2 separate regions of the Astyanax mexicanus genome follow, and region 1 is linked to region 2. Evidence: chromatin contacts called from public Hi-C data. All regions are on one chromosome and are shown on one strand. The core of a region is the stretch at or near the end of the contact, and the rest is flanking DNA. Distances in the headings are between cores, read along the strand shown. Region 1 has its middle 12 kb from the start of si:ch211-1a19.2. Region 2 overlaps arrdc2 (arrestin domain containing 2).

Region 1 (3,488 bases), core at 823-3,322, 46 kb after region 2:
TAGCCCTGCGAGTCGGTATGCACTGGTTCAGACCGGTTCTTCTTCCCCCTAGTGCAGACATGTAAATAGCGGCCTGGAAAGCGGCCAGCATTAGTCACTATTCTGTCTTCAGGGGGAGAAAGAGAGAGAGAGCGAAAGAGAGAGAGAGAGAAGGAAAGGGAGGGAGAGGCAGCCAAAGCTCACACAGATAAACAGCTTCTCAGAGTCTCTCACATCATTAGTCTCGCTCTCCCCGAGCGAGCGTGAAAGAACAGAACAGTGAAGGCACGCCGGCTGTTTAGCGAAGGCTGCCATGTTTGTCGAGAGTGATGAGTACAGACAGTTTCTGTTTGCGGTGTCACGCCAATATCACTTAGCAAGAGGGATTTAGAACCTTGTCGCTGCCGTAACAAAACCTCGTGAAGCGGTAACTTTATACAAGGAGGAAAAATGTTCTTACGTTTTGTGATCTTTTAATGTGATAATGACATGGAAGTACTTAAAAACAGATTCCACTGGACGTCTCAAAAGTTGCGTAATGAAATGGTTAGGATGTGAACACAAGTACACAAGTAGTTTTCGAGAGGTTCTGATATAAAGTTCTTTGTTCTAGAAACACTAAAATGGTAGAACTGAATAGTATATACACAATGAGCTCTAACTAAAACTACCAATCCAAACAACATCATCTACAATTCTAGATTTTATCCACAGGTGTAGGAACCGTTTCTGAACTGTCTTTTGGCATGCCAGTGTTATCTAACATTCCAAACGTTTTTACATACATACACTTTGTAGCATTTCGTCAACCCCAAGAAGTTGAACATTCAGTTCTGCTACGGCCGTAATCGTAATGATTTCCAATGACCCTATTTCAGCGATCTTCACACAACCGCAACCGCATATATATCGTGCAGACTGCTTTAGGGGGTGTCAGTGTATATTTAGGAAACAATCGTAACAATAGGAAAAGTATGCCTTGCATGTAATAAACATGTACTAACTTTCTTAATAAATCATTGTGCACTTTCCATTCCCTTTAAGAGCCCGATGTGCTTTGACTTTGCTACCGTACCTGGACGTGTGAGCGTTTTTGTCAATTCACTGCCAAGATAGCAATGAACGTCTGACTGTTGACATCTGCCTTGGATGTTTTCACAAGTTTTTAGTCAGTGGCGAACCCGTGTTTCCTGTTGCCAAGATCCTCAATCAGTACGCCAGAATTTTTCTGAACACACCTTATTTTGAGACCACCATGCCCAATGCCGTAGATATATTCACTAGCTCCATTGCTATTTAAATGACGCAGGTGGAAGACGGGATAATACATGACTGTTGGCGGGGTGAAAAATATCAATGAGCGTTACAATGCGCTTGCACAGGGTACAAGATATAAGATAGGACCCTGAATGTTGACTATTGGACATTAATGAAAATTCTTCTCTTTATTTTAGTCAGTGCTTACTAGCTATCACTTCAAAAATCTTCTTTACAGAATGCCTCACAAAATGTTTAAGAGAGGTCAGCGATGCCAAACAGACCCTGGTTTATATCACAACCGATTTAAAGAAAATTAGCTAATAAAAGGTTTCTTTACAGTTAATTACTTCACACTTCACACCACTTAATGCTCTGAATGTCTATTCCTTCTTCCTAATCACTGAATTATATAGAATTTTAGACAAATCTAGAATAAAAATAGATGACACACAACTTTTAGATGATTTTAGTTGAAATGCAGCAAAAGTGCAGCACTTCCAGATGGGAGAGAGCCTTAACTGTAGCACTACCTTAAATTTAACCCCCTTTGCTAAACCCTAGTTGTTTTTCACTTCATTTCTCAGCTGTGAAGGAAAGACCCCCCCCCCCCCCCCCTCCAGCCTCACAACCAAATCTAAAACACCCAACCCCCCCACCACCCCTCACCCCCCTTTAACTGCACTGGATCCTAATATAACCCATACGGCACAGTCAGATGTAAACAGCGACCTAATTAGGTGGCTTCCAAATGAAGTCGCACACATCGCTTTACAGTCTGATTTCTTGGCTCTGCTCTCACGCGTGCCCCTCCATCACAGGCGGGCTGACAGTTTGATGACGTTGACTCCGTGCCTGGAATCAGATTCCTGATCGCTATTTTCCACCATATTTTCCACTCTCAAATAAACACTTTGCCCTACTTTCCTGTGGGTTTCTCCACACAATGAGGGTTTAAGGGCCCTTTTGGGTTCTTACGTTTTGGGACCATGAGCTGGGCATGATGGAAATCAGAAGATAACGCATCCCAAGAGGCCAGATCATCAACTACAGTGGCGCAGTGTCGTATGGGAACCCCCTTAGCTTAGCTTCCTTAGCCGACCAGCTATGGGAACCCCCCTCGGCTCATGAGTTAGGAATGATTTCTCGTAATGATGAGCGTGTTTAGAATCTTTCAGCCTTCAAAACAAGTCACATCTTTCTCAAAAACAAGCCCCATTCATTTACACTGAAGGGCATGTCAAGACTTGTGAAGACAAATAAGCAACAAGGCCAATCAAGGTGCCCAAACCAGTTCTGCTGGCGTGCCGTCACTTCACGTTATGTTGTTTCACTTCAAATCCTCTCCCTGTCCACTTATGCTTTGGAGCAATTAGCTCTGGCTAAGGCTGGCTGATAGTGGCATGAACCTGGTACTGTTTATTTTTCACTATAAACAACCAGGAGAAGCTGTTACGCCTTGTCCCGTACAATGCATTAACCCATGCCCCAGTTTGTTCAAGAACAAACTCTTAAATGCTCTCAATGTGTTTACTTTTTGAAGCGATAGCTTGAGGGAAAATCACATGACCACTCTTTTCTATTTTAATGCAAATGTAGTTGAGGTTCAGAGAGGTTCACATGGGTCTTTAACTGGTTAATTAGTCAGAATATTTCATGTAATTAGTCACAGGATTTATACACAATCATTGTTTTAACCCTAAGGCTTGTGGTTCCCTCAGATGCACCAATGTCTCTGATCACAGGGTGCTGGATTCTCACCAGTTCTTTTCTCATACAGCCACCCCCCTCCTCCTTCTCCTCCAATACACTGGAATAACCTTTCAGATAATGTCTGGGAATCAGATGTCTCAATCTCAATAATTGTAAATGTCTATATGTAGCCTCTAAATTGATAACCTGTAAAAATAACATAAACAAAATACACAAAAAATAAGGCATGGGAACAAGATCCCTGTGCATGGTCAAAAACATGTGTTTCATGTATTGACAATATTAATCTTTTGAACATAATTTTCATTCACATTGTGTAAAATATCCTGATGAATGGACCAATAGAATTTTATTGAAAAGTAAAAACTAAATGTAAATTCAAATGTACTGTTTTAGAGATATATGTTCTTCTCTGGGCTGTGTTGACTGGGAAATAAAATGCTATCTATATAATATAGTTTATGTACTGTATTAATTTAGACATTTCAAAAAGTAAACAATTTTTTATAGGCTCCTGGCATCATTTTTTGCATTCTAGG
Region 2 (3,374 bases), core at 636-3,135:
AATAATATATTTTATATCATTTAATATCATAACATCACACAATGTTTCTGAAAAGTTGTTCTGTAGCCATTCAATTTCTTTAGTATTGCATTGTGTCAGAACAAAAAAAAGATAAACAGACCAGTACATGCTCCAAAAGTACTTTGAAATAATATAATATTTTACCTTGACTTCCATTTAAATATATTTATTTTCTCTATTTTGAAGATGTTTTTTGTTAACTTTGTTTTTGCCTGACACAAAACATACGTGTAGTAGATCAATAATATTGCCTTGTAATATTTTTCTCCATTGTTAGTACAATTTGTCACTTAATTCTGCAAATCTAATAATATCAGTGCATTTGTGTCAAAAAGCTTGGCTTTGTGCAACCTACTACCCATGGCCTAAATCGTATGCAGTATTTGCTATCCTTTGTTTATCCTCAGTTGCTGCTGAATTAACCTCTTACAGATGTGCACTATTTGTTGATTTTAAGTTAATGTCGAAATCAGCACTGAGTATGAAAGTATAAAAGTGTTTATAGTCTTATATCTACATAGTATTATAGTATGTTGTTTTGTTCAGGCCTTTAGTGATTTATTGTGTTGCAGAGCATCTGCTGATGCCAGTTCTTCTTGTTGTTTTTGAGGACTGTCCTACTTCAGCACACAAACACTGTTTTCAGGATGTATTGGAGGTTTTAACTGTAGTGTGCTAATCTGTTTCCCACAGATAATGGGGAACTGACCACCCTTCCTGCTGGAAGACATGAATACCCCTTCAGTTTCCAGCTGCCCGAGGAGTGAGTTTGCTTTTTATTCTGATTAGTCTCGCCCCAAGGGACTGCTTTTTTTTTTGTGTAGTTTATTTTTTTTAAGCCAGTGTAAATGTGGAAAATAACCAATGTGTGTTTACTCCTTCAGGACACTGGTCACCTCCTTTGAGGGCAAGCATGGCAGCATTCGCTACTGGGTCAAGGTGAAGCTGCATCGACCCTGGTGCACAGTGAAGAAGATCAAGAAGGAGTTTACAGTTATTGAGCCCATTGATATCAACACACCATCCCTTCTTGTAAGCTTGACTTGCTAATGATCTTTTTGATTATGCAGGATGTTTTTTTTTGTGATTTCTGGTTTTGAAGACAAGCAAAGCTCCAAACATGCTAAATTTTAACTCTTAATTTGCAGGCACCTCAGGCTGGAACCAAAGAGAAGATGGCCCGCGCCTGGTACCGTAACTTCGGGCAGGTTTCAATCACTGCAAAAATCGACCGTAAAGGCTACACACCAGGTGAGGGCAACATACCTTACGCATATATTTGTAGAGATCAGATGTATTAAGAAAAAAAATAAATAAAACCAACACACTAATGCATTATTCTTCCTTTTTTTTTTATTATAGGTGAAGTGATCCCAGTCTTTGCAGAATTCGATAACTCAACTTCACGATCAGTGGTGCCCAAGGCTTATATCACTCAGACGCAGACGTTTATCGCAAGGGGTACCATGAAGCAAAAGCGCTCTGTCGTTGCCACACTGTGTGGAGATGCAGTGGGAGCGCGGCGTAGAGAGACCTGGCACGGCCGAGCCATCAAAATCCCTCCTGTTGGGCCGTCCATCCTCCAGTGTCGCATCATCAAAGTGGAATACATGCTCAGGGTGAGTGCTGATGTTTCTGCATCCGTCTGCAACTGCTCTTTAGGTTTCACTGGTTTGAACTACGAAGTTTAATTGTCGTCTTCATATGTGTAATGTAATGTCTTTTTATTTCTCAATCCATTAGGTTTGTGTGGATGTTCCTGGTACCTCCAAGCTGTGTCTGGAGCTTCCACTGGTCATGGGGACCATCCCTCTCCATCCTTTCGGCAGCCGCACCTCCAGCGTCAGCAGCCAGTACAGTCTGAACCTGGAGTGGCTCCGCATGGCCATCCCCGAGCAGCCTGAGCGTGAGTATCTTAACCATAGTCTTGTGTTTTTCTTCTATACCTCATGTTAGCATTCTTTCAAGCACACATTTGACACGTTTGTTTCTTACCTTTCTTCTTTTTTATTTTTTTTTAAACAGCTCCTCCTGAGTACAGCTCCGTCGTGACTGAGGAAGAGTCCGTGCAGAATTCTGCAGCTCGACAAGAGGAGGACCTCAGTGGGGTGCTGGAGCGGCCTTTCATGGCCTATGTGCAGGAATTCCGATTCAGGCCACCTCCTGTGTACAGTGAGGTAAGCAAGCACATCAAACGGTGATTATTTGGAACGTGTTGACGTTCCAAAGCCGTAAACAATTCCTCAACTTCTACAACTTTTACAACTTCTGAAGTGTCTCAATTACTAAAAACCTCATTCATTCCCCTTCCATCCTCAGGTGGACCCCAATCCTCAGCCCTTCAACATGAGACCCCGTTGCATGACCTGTTGAACGCCATTGCATCTGAGCATCATGTGGTGATGTGCTGATTGAAACGAAGCAAAGATTTGCTTTCTTCCTGGATGCCCTGGATCGCTGAGACTGGTACTCATCTCTTGGGACTTGCCTCATCGCCCAAGGGTCTGCAGTGCCAATCGAGTGGAGGGGCCGAGAAGGAGGAATCGGTTGCTTGATTGACTGATTGGACTATCTGGCCGGATAATATTCTTTCACATCCTTTCAAGTCCCTGCAAGAGAGGGAAAAGGTGCGAGTTGGATGGATTTGTCTGGTCATTTCAGAGTCCTCAGACCTCAGTCTGCTGTGGTCAGTGCCCGCTAACGATCGACTGTCAACCTACCAAGTTTGCAACTGGTGGAAATCTGTGGACTGTTTGTGTTCTGGGGAAGGAGATTAAACCAAGAAGAAGAAGCCGCTTATAAATGGTGCCTAACCGTGAAGGTTCCTGTATTTATTTCAAGTGAACATTTTGGTTTATCCTGTATTAATATCATCACCTAATAGTTGACGCAATAATGTCGCAATAATGAACTGTCGACCCTGATCTGTGGTAGCCAAAATGCTTCCTTCCAAAGTGCCTTCCCTTGCTTTCCCTATTACAGTCCTACCATCAAGAAATAATGTTAATCTTATGATTTTAAGCTCGTATGTTGTGCTGTGTATGCAGGTGACATAAGATCTAGTGTAAAGGTAGTGCAGGTTCAGACCTGCTGCGATATGCACGGGTGATACTGGGCATGAAAGTTAAGCTGTGTGCCAATGAGATTTGTCAGATATTGCATTAGAATCGTGGAGGCAGCAAAGTTTGTGTGGGTTTTATTCTTGAAGAGAAAAAAACAAACAAACCCACCATCGTACTTCTGAAGTTTGGTAGACTTGAACTTGTCAGGCTTGAGTGCGAGAAAGAAAGAGAGAGAGAGAGAGAGAAACAGAGAGGATGCGCTGATGGCATGTAGCTGCTCATCAGTGTTCG

Evidence for each region. A called contact is a pair of places that touch in the nucleus more often than the background predicts.
Region 1: a Hi-C map of muscle shows a contact between it and region 2, with 12 times the contacts expected there. The contact joins two enhancer-like sites. A contact is called at or near these places in 3 of 3 Hi-C or Micro-C datasets (blood and muscle).

The regions. Positions count from the first base shown.
Region 1 is chr16:17,793,174-17,796,661 of AstMex3_surface, forward strand. No RefSeq gene overlaps it. Among protein-coding and RNA genes, the nearest start is that of si:ch211-1a19.2, 12 kb to the right of the region's middle. Within about 2 kb of position 2,073, the one cell type or tissue checked has an H3K27ac peak away from gene starts, as active enhancers do.
Region 2 is chr16:17,747,411-17,750,784 of AstMex3_surface, forward strand. It overlaps arrdc2 (arrestin domain containing 2), which reads left to right. Exons shown (of 8, transcript XM_007240179.4): 2 at 715-784; 3 at 906-1,053; 4 at 1,170-1,272; 5 at 1,384-1,640; 6 at 1,765-1,927; 7 at 2,047-2,198; 8 at 2,341-3,374. The coding sequence ends at 2,394. Among protein-coding and RNA genes, the nearest start is that of arrdc2, 7.2 kb to the left of the region's middle. Within about 2 kb of position 1,886, the one cell type or tissue checked has an H3K27ac peak away from gene starts, as active enhancers do.